Linked DNA regions of Zea mays: region 2 is linked to region 1. Evidence: chromatin contacts called from public Hi-C data. All regions are on one chromosome and are shown on one strand. Each heading gives the region's core, a stretch centred on a gene start, on an enhancer-like site or on the middle of the called end of the contact. The rest is flanking DNA. Distances are from core to core; before and after follow the strand shown.

Region 1 (5,656 bases), core at 567-3,066:
GGACCTATTTAGTCTCTGGCAGTGATGATACAAATCTTCGTCTGTGGAAGTCCAAAGCTTCAGAACAACTTGGAGTTGTAAGTTTTTTAATCTATTCAATGTTTTGAAGTTGCTGTTGTGTTTTGGCATGCTTGTTGCCTGCTGCTGTTTAGAGTCAAGCCGAAATCTGGTGGTTAGCTATTTTGGTCAAGATAGCGTCTGGTTTCTCACTGTGGATGCTCTATGACTTAGCAGTATTGCAATAGCCAACTGTGTATGCCCTGATTTACTTCCTAGATTATCAATGCCTTAGGATTTTTTTTTGTTATTTTATAGGCAATAATTTTCATCAGTTGTACTTACCACTATTGGAAGAGTTTAAGAACGTTTTGCTGTTGACTTGTTGTATGTGACTGAGCAAATATGTTGTGCAGCTTCTTCCACGGGAGCGCAAAAAGCAAGAGTACCAGGATGCTTTGAAGGAGCGGTACAAGCATCTCCCAGAAGTCAAGCGGATTGTAAGGTAAGCTATGGTGGTGTTGCCTCCTCTGCCGAGGCATGGGGAAATCAAAACTCTCTCTTTTTCACAATCGCATTGATGTCTCTTACAGTACAGGGTATATATGTATGGCTTTGTCGTTAATTGTTATTACAGGCATAGACATCTACCGAAGCCAATCTACAAGGCAGCCAACCTACGGCGTACGATGATCGAAGCTGAAAGCCGTAAAGAGGAAAGGAGGCGAAAGCACAGTGCTCCCGGGAGCATGCCTGTGCAGCCCTTCAGGAAGCGGAGAATCATCAGAGAAGTTGAGTAGACATGCGGTTTGCATTGCATGGTCGTGGTACACGTTTGTGTTTCTGAGGCGATGGAGTTGAGAGAATACATGATGTTTCCTTTGGGAGTTGAGCTCCAGTTTTGCCTTTCGTACTACATATATGTGCTCCATCAATCAGTTTGTTTGACTAGTTATTATTGTGTATTTGAAATACCACACAAAATATTCATATCGTGCCATTGCATTGCAAGACCGTGAGCAATCCGAATTGAAGGTAGGACGTTTTCTCATGGAAACTGACGCTTGATGACTGAAATTGGGCATTCAGTTTCAATGAACGGGAAACTGGAGAGGCATGGCATCCATCTATAACAGCAAGCACATTCATGTTTTTGATACAAATGTCCATTCTGCATCTCGTAAGGATCTTTTGTCTAAGGTTAAAACTTATTATTAGGTAGAAAAAGTTAGATAAACTTGGGGGGGTGCAGTTTTTAAAACCATTTTAATGCCACAGTCCAATAATTGCCATGCATAACTATGGTTTTGTTTCAGGATTGAATCGAAACGTCTGTTTGGTGCCATGGTTTTTTTATTGTCATCAAGTTCCATTTAAAAACCTGTTTACCGATGATCATATAAATCATAACAGTTCATATAGACTAAAAATAAAGAAGCGTGCGACAGAGAAGTCGTTTCATACTCGCAGCGAAAACTTTGATCCATACCCCGAAAATAAAATAATGTGGCATTGTTAAAGCCAACCTTTAAAACTGTAGTATTCTTAAAAACCATAGTATTATCTTGGGAGCAATCCATGAGAAGATTACTAAAGCGTGTTTTCAAACGGCTTTCTGTCAGCTGCTGCGCCGTCCAATGTTGGTCCAATCTTGTCGTATATACATGAGTTTTATTTATGATTCCTTTTGTCAATCAATTAAATTAGAAGGAAAAAAAAACGGTCGTCGATGGCAGGCCATCCGTTGCGTGGTCCACTGGTCAGAGGGCCCGTCTGCTATAAATGAGCCACGCCGCCTGTTAGATTGGCGGCAGGCAGACGCAGCACCAACAACAACCTCCTCCTCCTCCTAAGAATCTCTCATCTGAGATACAGACAGATTAATCAACGCCCGCACCTCCTATGGGCACGACCGGCGACGCTCCGGCTCCGGCGGGGGATCCGCAGGACCGCCACCGTACCCACCCCCCGGCGACGAAGCAGCGGACGACGCTGGTGTTCACGTACGGGACGCTGAAGCGCGGCTTCTCCAACCACCGCCTCCTGGAGGAGCTCTTCGCGAGCGGGGACGCGTCGCTGGTGGGCCCCGCGGTGACGTCGGCGCGGCTGCCGCTGGTGTGCGGGCCGTACCGGGTGCCGTTCCTTCTGAACCTCCCCGGCGCCGGCGCCGGGGCGCACCGCGTGCGCGGGGAGGCGTACGCGGTGACGGCCCGCGGGCTTGCGCGGCTGGACGAGCTGGAGGGCGTGGAGACGGGGCACTACGAGCGGCTGGCCGTGGCCGTGGACCTCGAGGGCGGCGGCGCGGTGGATGCGATCGCCTACTTCGCGCACCGGAGCTACGCCAACGACATGTGGCGGCGCAGCGGGGAGAAGGGCGTCCCCGAGTACACCCACGGCGTGGCGGCCGGGTATGTCCGGCGCAAGGACCGGCCGCAGGGGCAGACGTTCCTGGAGCAGATCCGGATCTTCAATTCGTCTCCTCCCAATCCGCTTAATAATCCCTCCTAGCTCGCGCGCTGCCTCAACTCCTTCAATTCAAGTTTCTCCGATCCGTGTCATACATGATTATGGGATGTATGTGGTCAGATCGAGAAGGTGTGTTATATTTAATCTAGACATGGTCTATATTTTATTTAATTATGTCAAATAAATTTTGTTGTATTGGGTAATTTGGAAAGTGGACGGCATTGGGTCCTTCGGAACTTGTTCGAGAGCTTTGGGGGCCGTTGAGCTCTTCCGTCGACTGTGCTATAGCCGAAATTATGTTTGATTGGTGTATAAAACTGGGGCGACGAGGGTTGTGTAAGCGTGTAATTAATCCTTATGGTCACAATCTATAAAGCTACTACAGTCAGGTCTATAAACTACTACAGTTCTTGGCGGAAGGGTTTAGGTGTTAAATATGACATGATCATGATCTAAATGATCAGAAGTCTACTTATACACTTAAACCTAGTAATTGCTTACATAACAGTCATTGCCATAAAATAGATACATGAGCTAGATTAGGTCTTGTTTGGGTTTGAATCGGAGGCCAATCCAGTTCTAAATTTAACCTAGTAAAAATCTAGAATCTTTTTTTTTTCATTTTCGGTTAAGTCCATTGAGATTCTAGCCCATAGATTTAGATTTTTTTTTAAATCAGAGGATGTCTTAGATCGGAGCCACAACTCGAAGGGTAGCGACACAAAGACGACTAGACGAGCGCCGGCAACACAAGCGAGAAGACAAGGTGCGGCAGTAAAGTATATAAAAATTAAAATAGAATAGTAATGGATTCTAGTTTCCACAATCCCGTCCAATACTATTGGTATATATAATTTTAGCGATTACATGTTTTCAACTAAAAACGGTGCTAACTAAATTCCTAACAGAAGGGGAGGGGGGGCACCGTACGGTTTTCATTTTGGATCATACAAGCCGTCGACCAAATATGCTGTGTCTAAAACAAGAGGAGAATTTGCCTTTGTGCAAGCCTGCAAGATCCTTGTTGTTGGAAAGGAATCTGCTGCATGCTATCGACCCTCTCATGGCCGACAAACGAGACGCCAAATGGCACTAGTAGTTGTTTAATACTAGTGACGAGTCTGGCGTGGCAACGCCCGGAGTTTTCCCTACGCCATGCTTCTTGCAACTTGGCCACAAACAACTCCAAAGACTGGTGGCTGGCGCAACATTTGGTCAGCTTTCTCATGCTGAACCTTTCTTTGACAACCTTGATGCATATAATTGTATGCTTCAACGTCTTGAAAGTATCAATAACAAATAAAAAAACATCTTCATGTGGACTGGGTCTCACAACAAGCAAAGGTCAGAATACAAAACGCATGATAAGAATCATCTACTATCCCTCTACAGAGCTGTAACTGTGCAAGAACTGTCGGTGATGCACCACAAGGGATATACTCTGTGGTGCAGGTAGGAGGATAGCAAAACTGCTGCTGGCCTCGCCTGCCCTGCTCAAAGGATCCTGTCCAGGTCGCTGATGAAATTGGAGGCCAGAGATGTCAGCTTCTTTCCAGTCTCCCCTGCTATGTCCTTGAGCGAAGACAGATCCTGTGAAGCCTACAAAACCATGGCAGACTGCTTAAACATCCAAGGAACCACAAAGATTGCCGATCCAACAGTTTACAAAAAGGCTACCTGGAAAGATATTCTGTTGATGAGATCAGCAGCGCTTAGGTCCAGGTTAGAGTTGTCCGCATCATTGCGGCCAAAAAGATCCGCGCTTGAAATGGATGAAGAGCCCTGGTCACAACAGGTGAAATTTAAGAAGAAAGCAAGCTTCTGGAAATGGATTGTCCAAGTACTGCATGCATGCCCCTAGAGCCATAAGACTAGTGTCTTGCAAAAATAGAATTTCATTTTTTTTTTCAAGTAAGTAATTCAGTTTGAACCGAGAGTGACGCAAGAGTAGACCCACCGCAAATTTCTGAAGGGATAGTTGAGCTTCTTTCTCTTCTCTGTTTTGAGTACCAAAAAACTGAGATGACGAGATCGCCTTGGCATTAGAGAATTTCTTCCTTGCTTCATCAGTTTCCTCAACCTGGGAAGAGAAGCGCCGAGAGTCAGAGCACGTAACAAAGTAACTGGAAATCTGGCTGATGAAAGCTATTTCAGCAATAATTGTGGCACTATTTACCTTACTAGATTAAAAAAAAATTATGCCGTTTTATAAAAAGCACTATTTATACCTACCATAACAGATTCCTTGTTGCATGCAAAAATAAAACAACTAGACATGACGTGAGAGCAACTTAAAGATATTTTTTGGGTCGTAGTATTATAAACATGCGCACAAATGTCTAGGCAATATCATGTTAATGAGTGCATAAACTGTCTAGGGATCAGGGAGCAAATCGACAATCATAACTTTACCTCGAGCAAGCTATGCTATTAAGCACAATAGTGTATGTCGACAAAAATGATTCATGAGGAAATCAATATGATCCTAGAAAAAATGGTCACAAATGTTTGCATAGAGGCTAAGGTTCCTAAGGTTAGAAAAGACTAGATACCACAATAGTTTGATTTAACTAGGGAAACTTGCATATGAATTGAACAACTCCATCGCCACAGGTTTTACCTGAGTTTTTGAGGCATTGCTAGATTTCTTCTGGAACCCATTACCCATCCCATACTCTTGAAAGAAGTCTGATGATTTTGGTGGTGCTACATGGCCACTCACACGAGATACAGATCCCCCAGTTCTCGAATCAGCTGATGGCTCGTTCTCCACGTATTCAAAACGTGAATGCAAGGCCTGACCACCTTTTTTAGTTGAAGCAGCCAAGGCAGGTACAGCAGGTTTTGGCTCTTCTGGTTTCTGCTCATACAGGCTTTCATTTGGCTGCAGCACAAATTGAAAAAAGAGGGCAAGGGTTAGTTCAAATTGAAAATTGTATAATTTTGTGAGAGCCTGGGAAGCATAAATTTAGCCCTTTCGATATATGCAAGCTTTACCTTTGTAGTAAGCTTTCGAACACCAAGCCCTCCAGTCTTGCCTCCAACCTTCTTTGCGCCAATGGGCTTCTTCACAGAAGTGGCAAAGGTGGGATGAGTAGCGGCCTTTGGTGAACGAGGAGCAGCTTTGGGGGACTTGGGCTCATGCTTCCCATTCAGATCCTCTGCCGGTGGTGCTGGCACATCTGGGAGTTTG
Region 2 (6,104 bases), core at 1,690-4,189, 290 kb after region 1:
CAAGTGCTTTCGCCGCTCATCTGGACCAAATGGCGGTGCCATTCCATGCGAGCGAATCTCAAGCCGGCAGCTTCATCAGTTCAAGAGATGATCTGGTCTCTTGGTTGCAGATGAGCAGGTCGTCCGCAGTCGTTGCCGGATGAGGCGCAGTGGTTGTGGCTGCATAATGCTCCAAATTCCAAAGGAAAGAAGGGCTCAGTGAGCAAACTGGGTGATCATGCATTTGTTGGCCTGCAGTTTGTATGAAGAGAATTGGAAGTCTGAAACGCGTAGATTAGACGGTAGCACCAAGCCGCTCTTCAAACATTGGCTGATTGTCAGACTTACACTGCTGGTTCTGTTTCTGAAATTCAAATGCCACTTCTTAAATTCCATTATATCCTGGTGGAAGAATTGTATAGTTTTTCCTCCCTGCACACAATGTGCCGATTTGGCTACTACTAGTATAATACTACCGCCTTGGAAGTTGGAATTGACTACAGAGTTTCATCACAAATGATTGGAAGAGCTGCTATTTCCATTGATCTCGTGTGTGTGTGTAAAACAGTCTTGTTGAACAGACATGCCCCTTTGGTGACATATGAAACTGCCTAATCCTAACAACTAACCTATGATTAAATGGACGACATCATCTCTTGAAGAGATGGAGATGCCTGTTAGTGTACAGCCATCATTTCACAACAGATTTGACCCCACTAGATTTGTGTCCTTTTCTTTCTATTACTACAGAGATGGTTTAGTTTTGATTGGTCTGTTCTCTACACAACAAGTTTACATATAGAGCGGCAGGGCTGTAATGTTACAACTGCAACAGTTTTGTACCCAAAAAAAAATACAAGATGGTCATTAAACCGATAATAATAGCACAGGTGATGCACAGAAAATGCTTACTTACACTTCAGGGGAGCCACATTTGCCTTGAAATGCAATGCTCGGGGGCATAGTTCCACATTAAAAATTGCAAACAAGATGCAAATTCCAGGGTCAGTCAGGAATTAGGATGGTATCTTCATGCTTTGCTGGGTACCTATATAGTATTTCTCAAAATAAAATCATCTATTTTTTTTTAAAAGGCCCATATCAGCTATAAAAGTGGTATGCATACATGGGAGCTTGCCACAGTAGCATAAAATACAACGCAGTAACACACTTATCAACATAGCAAATACACAGATGATACATTGTTTTTGATGTCACACACGCAATCCTCCAATAAGTGATGATAATTCTGTAGATACAATGTGCAGATGAAAACTCTGAAAATTTGCCTACAAATGCAAATGGGATTGGATCTGGATTACAGCAACGCCAACATATGCTTTACATGCAAATTATGGCTCCACAGGGGGCTTTAGTCTAATCAACCTCCTCACTCTGTCTTTCTCCGTGTTTTCAAGCAACCCCTGGGATGATAAACACAATTACTCAGATAAAGTATGAATCTCGCGTCACAGCACATTTATATGGCACAACTTGTCTCCGGTTTAGTCGCATAAAAGAGTACAATAACCATGAGGTAGAGCATTGTTGTGCAACATTAGGACTGACATTTGGCTTCAATAATAAGCAAACTATACGTGAAACAGAACATGACAGACATTGGAACATCCAGCTGATATGGTAAGCATTATACCATACCCAGATTACAGGCACAAAGAAATATCCACGAGGCCAGAAAAACGAGTTGGAGATGTACCTTCCAAACAATCTCATCAAGGCACAAGCAGATCCTCCCGTATTTGTCAAGGAAGAGGCGCTCGGTAGGAGGTTTTGCACAAACATCCTTGACTGCTGATGTAATTGCAAAGATCACCTCAGCCACTAAAATGGCAGAAAACATTTTAGGTTAAAAACACTGTGAGATGGCAAACATTTGAAATGGAGTAGGACCAAAGGCTATCAGAAAACTGTGACTCACAAGCAAGCTCATCATATTCATCCTTGCCAACAATGTAGAGGCAGACATCCCCGACCGTGGTATAAACAATAGACACAGACCTGGGGTAGCATCAAGGATTAACATAAGGTATACATGTAGTTAATACAGTATCATTTGCCCCTAACCCTCTAGCATATGGAACTCGTACCACAGTTGATAAGCTGGGACTTGACTTGTGAACATCTTTCATGCTTGTTTTAGTCAATTTAGGGTCTGTTTGGTTTGCTTGCTGAATTTCATTGCCTCACCTCGCCCAGTAACAAGTTAAAAAAGAGGGGGAATTTCACGTAAGAAGAGGGAGAATCTTCATGGACTGGCTTCCACCAATTGGAAGTAACCAGTTAATAACAGTACCACAGTTTTTTTTCCTGGAGCTAATTCCCATCAGAGATGGGTTGATTTCTAAATAAAACCAAAATGGTCACAAGCATAATGATAACAATAAGAATGAAAAAGGTAAATTTGGTCTGTAGGGAGAGATGATCATGAAACGTACTTGTGGGAGGCAACGTGGAGCTCCTCGTTCTTGGACCCTTTGAGGTTCTCGGATCCGAGCTTCACCAGGAAGGAGCGCCAGTGGAGCCTCTCCTCCGCGGGAACCCCATGGAATCTGCGCAAGAGAGACGGTAGATCTCGTCAAGGGGGGCGAATCGAGATCAGATCTCAGCGGAGTGAGTGGAGGGCAAGGGGAAAAGTACCGCTCGACAAGGATGTTTCCATCGGAGTTGGCGAAGAGCACGGCCAGTATCATCCTCTCTCCGGCCTCTTCTTCGCCGATGGTGTCTGTGTGTGCCGGCTGGATCTTCAGCAGTAACGTAGGTGCGAAGCAGTTCTTTCGCCTCTCGGCGAAATGAATAGAAGGAGGCGACGGTGACGAGTTTGGGCTTCCTTGCTGGGCTATCAACTAATCGCCGCAACGGCCCAGCCCACTCTCTCCCTTTACTTTTCGTTTTTACATTTTTTTAATCTCTTTCCTTCCTCCGCACTCCGCCGCGCCGGCCAGTCGTCTTGTCCCCCTCGCCGCCTCCGTGCTCGTCTTGCTCCTTCTCGGCTCCCCACCCCGCCACCTCGTCCCACCCCGCCCCTTGGGTTGAGTTGAGCTACTCAACCGTCAGTCAATTCCTGCACCTGGCGTTGGGCGGGTTTTCATGGGGGCAGCATAAAAGCCTCTTCGGTTCTTCCCCTAGCTCTGCCTCGCGGCAAGTCCCCCTCCGCTACGTTCGCCATGGCTCGCAACAGGGTGCGTTCTCGTCTTACCTCCATTGCTTGCGCATTAAATGCATTTCCCTGTTTCGACCAATCACACCTTCTAAATAACGCGCCACACATTTGTTTGGCTTCAAAAGAGAAAAAAAGGCGGTATTTGTCCCTTGTCTATGCTAGGGTTTTATCTAGCGGGAAAAACATACCTATGCTTCTGAATCCATTCGAGTTTGGTCCCGCAAGTTAAGTTCTCTGGCTGGTGATGTTTGTTTGCCTGGACTGTACACTTTAGTTGCTCCAAGGTAGTAGGCTAGTAGCTTATCTTAATTTGTGTCGTGAAAATATGTTCTCTGTTCGCACTGCATACATGATTGATTCCCCCACTGCTACGAGTTCAACTAGTGATTTTTAATTCAATGTGTAAAAATTTACTACCTCATGCTCTACAAGTCTGGATAACATACATGTTATGTGACGTAAATAGATATCAAATTGTTCCTTCTTATCTGTCTTATCTTTGTCAGGTTTATATGATGTAAATGGGTCCTTCGCTCCTTCTCTTTTCGGGACATTTCTATAACTTCTTTTTCAACTATGCACGGAATTGGCTTCCCATTTCTTCTCTTAGTGATGCCTGTGCTTTTGCTAATTATGTAATCATTTCTTAGGAAGTGGTGATTTTGCTGTTGGATGTTGGGCCTTCGATGCATGGAGTGCTGCTAGAGGTGAAGAACGTATGCTTGACTCTTGTGCATAAGAAGGCAAGCACATGTTCTTTCATGCATCATCGGGCTTCCTCAATTAATCCTACTTCCTATAGTTTTGCGAGCAAACCATCTCAGATTGATAGCTATTTCTGCAGCTAGTTTATAACAGGAGCGATGAAGTTGGTATTGTCCTCTTTGGTACTAAAGGTTAGTTATTTATAGTTGCATCAACTGTTTCTATTTGTACCCCAAATCGTATTGATTTATTTGGTTTTTGGAAACTATTAGCTGAGCCTTTTTTTTCTTGTTTGTTTGAAGAGGTTTAAACTGGTTGTCATCTTGTAAGCAGTTTATAACCATTTGGAACGAATTTAGATACAATTTTGACCAAACAGAACAAAACTGTGTTCAATGATTTCAAGTCGTGCCTGCAATCCCAGCACCTCTGCCTCCGCTCCAATGATTTCAAGTCGTCCGACTTGCTAGTCAATACACTTGGCGACTAGACGACTCATCACGATTAGGTCAACTAATTGGGTTCGGGTCACAAGGTCACAGGGTCACAGAGGGGAATTCAAGAGGGGGAATAGACAAGAGATCAACAGAGAGATGAAGGTATCGTCGGATGATGAACTCATCTTGCCGCTGCGCACTTCTATAGGTTGTTGGGCTGCCGCTGAGGAGGAATAGGGTGACTGGGTGAGCCAGTGACCTGAACCAGACCACTGAGCTGCCGAGGAATAGTAGAGGACAGCCACCGGTGTTGAACAGGGAGAGAACCAGAGAGGAGAGCAGCTGCCGGAACAGGGAGAGCAGCCGCCGGAACAGGGAGGGAAAACAGCTACCGATACGGCATACTGCAGCTAGCCCGCCGGTTTCATTAATTCCACACGTCCGGGTATGGTGTGTAAGATTAACGTCTCTTTGTATGGCACTGGACTCCTTGAGCACGCTGTCGTCGACGTAGAGGATGAATTAGACGGTGTCGTCGTCGCGCCGAAAAATGAACTGGAACGTGTTGGACTTGTCCTCGACAAAGCCAAGGGAGACCAAGTAGGAGGTGAGGCGACACCGTCCATAGGGCCTCTTCCTTCACCAACGCCAATACGCCATCGACGTTCTAGAGCGGGCTGACATAACCAACTGCAAGCCTTGCTTCACACCTATTGACAGTTAGGCGAAGGTCTCTGACGACAATGGTGCCTGATCGGCGACTAACGGCCTAACGGAGCCTCGTCAGGGCTCTCTAGACTCCAGTATCCCACATTCACCTGGCTTGACATCGCCTATGCGGTCCAGGAGGTGTGTCTTCACATGTACATCCCGTGGGAGCCCTCCCTTTGCAGCATCCTTTGCTACTTTACGACCTTCCTCGACTACTTTGCGGTCCAAATTCTTCGCTACTTTGCGGCATCCTTGACTACGACCTTCTTCGGCCCTCTCTGACTTCTGAGCTAATTGTCTACACCGACGTGGATTGGGTTGGCTGCCCCGACATGCGTCGGTCCAACTCTGGCTACTCTATGTTGGTGTTTGTTTCAACTTATTTTCAGCTTCTGCCCGCCAGAAGCTATTGCGGACTACCAAATGCCCCGCTTTTCAACTTGCTTTTGTGAGAATCGTTTTGGTGAAAACCGTCCAAAATTAATGTGAACACAAAATCGGTCGAGTCGTCGCAATAGTAGGAATCCGTCACTTTCTAGATTCTAAATCCTATGGACTCCATCTTCCTCCGCACATAGTCCACACAATACTCGGATTCTTCTTAGCCAGATTCTCCCCACAACCAGATTCTCAGAATAGCTCGTCAGAAAAAAGCTAAAACAAACAGACCCTATGTTCCTAGGTGTCAATCTTGTCCCTGGTCCTCAAAACGTTAGCTTATCGTCTTTTGCTCCCGCGCTGAGGCTGAGTACCGCCCTATGGCCAACGGCATGCCGAGGCGTCCTTGCTTTGTCAGCTACTCTAGGAGCTCCACAACCCCCTCGAGCATGCTACACTTGTTTATTGCGACAACGTCAGTACGATCTATCTCTTCACCAATCCCGTGCAGCACCAGTGCACGAAGCACATGGAGAATTGGAGATCGTCCTGCACTCCGTCTGCGTGTTTTCGCCGTCGGTGATGTCCGCGTCCCGACCACTCTTCACCAAGGAGCTCCCATCCACAGTGTTCTCGGAATTTCGATCCAGTCTCAATATCTATACATGATATAGTTGCGACTACGGGGGTGTTAGCGTATTGTATTTTATCAC

Evidence for each region. Hi-C and Micro-C count contacts between places; a contact is called where the count stands out from the background.
Region 2: a contact with region 1 is called in a Hi-C map of leaf, with 5 times the contacts expected there. The contact joins the promoter of LOC100281554 here to the promoter of LOC100383127 in region 1. A contact is called at or near these places in 7 of 25 Hi-C or Micro-C datasets (ear, endosperm, leaf and 3 more).

What each region holds. Positions count from the first base shown.
Region 1 is chr1:306,117,471-306,123,126 of Zm-B73-REFERENCE-NAM-5.0, forward strand. LOC100383127 reads left to right here and starts at 1,817. Exons shown (of 1, transcript NM_001175793.1): 1 at 1,817-2,664. The coding sequence starts at 1,900. The coding sequence ends at 2,505. LOC100273845 (protein SOF1) reads left to right here. Exons shown (of 17, transcript NM_001148244.1): 15 at 1-77; 16 at 414-502; 17 at 635-1,047. The coding sequence ends at 797. LOC100191606 (putative ARF GTPase-activating domain family protein) reads right to left here. Exons shown (of 7, transcript NM_001137035.1): 3 at 5,461-5,656; 4 at 5,084-5,347; 5 at 4,421-4,543; 6 at 4,141-4,245; 7 at 3,733-4,062. The coding sequence ends at 3,958.
Region 2 is chr1:306,408,836-306,414,939 of Zm-B73-REFERENCE-NAM-5.0, forward strand. LOC100281554 reads left to right here and starts at 2,940. Exons shown (of 12, transcript NM_001397579.1): 1 at 2,940-3,179; 2 at 3,811-3,903; 3 at 4,005-4,056. The coding sequence starts at 3,165. LOC100193319 reads right to left here and starts at 2,849. Exons shown (of 5, transcript NM_001138456.1): 1 at 2,638-2,849; 2 at 2,436-2,549; 3 at 1,919-1,998; 4 at 1,697-1,821; 5 at 1,133-1,403. The coding sequence starts at 2,690. The coding sequence ends at 1,332. It overlaps LOC100191385 (salt-inducible protein), which reads left to right. Exons shown (of 1, transcript NM_001136819.2): 1 at 1-491. The coding sequence ends at 143.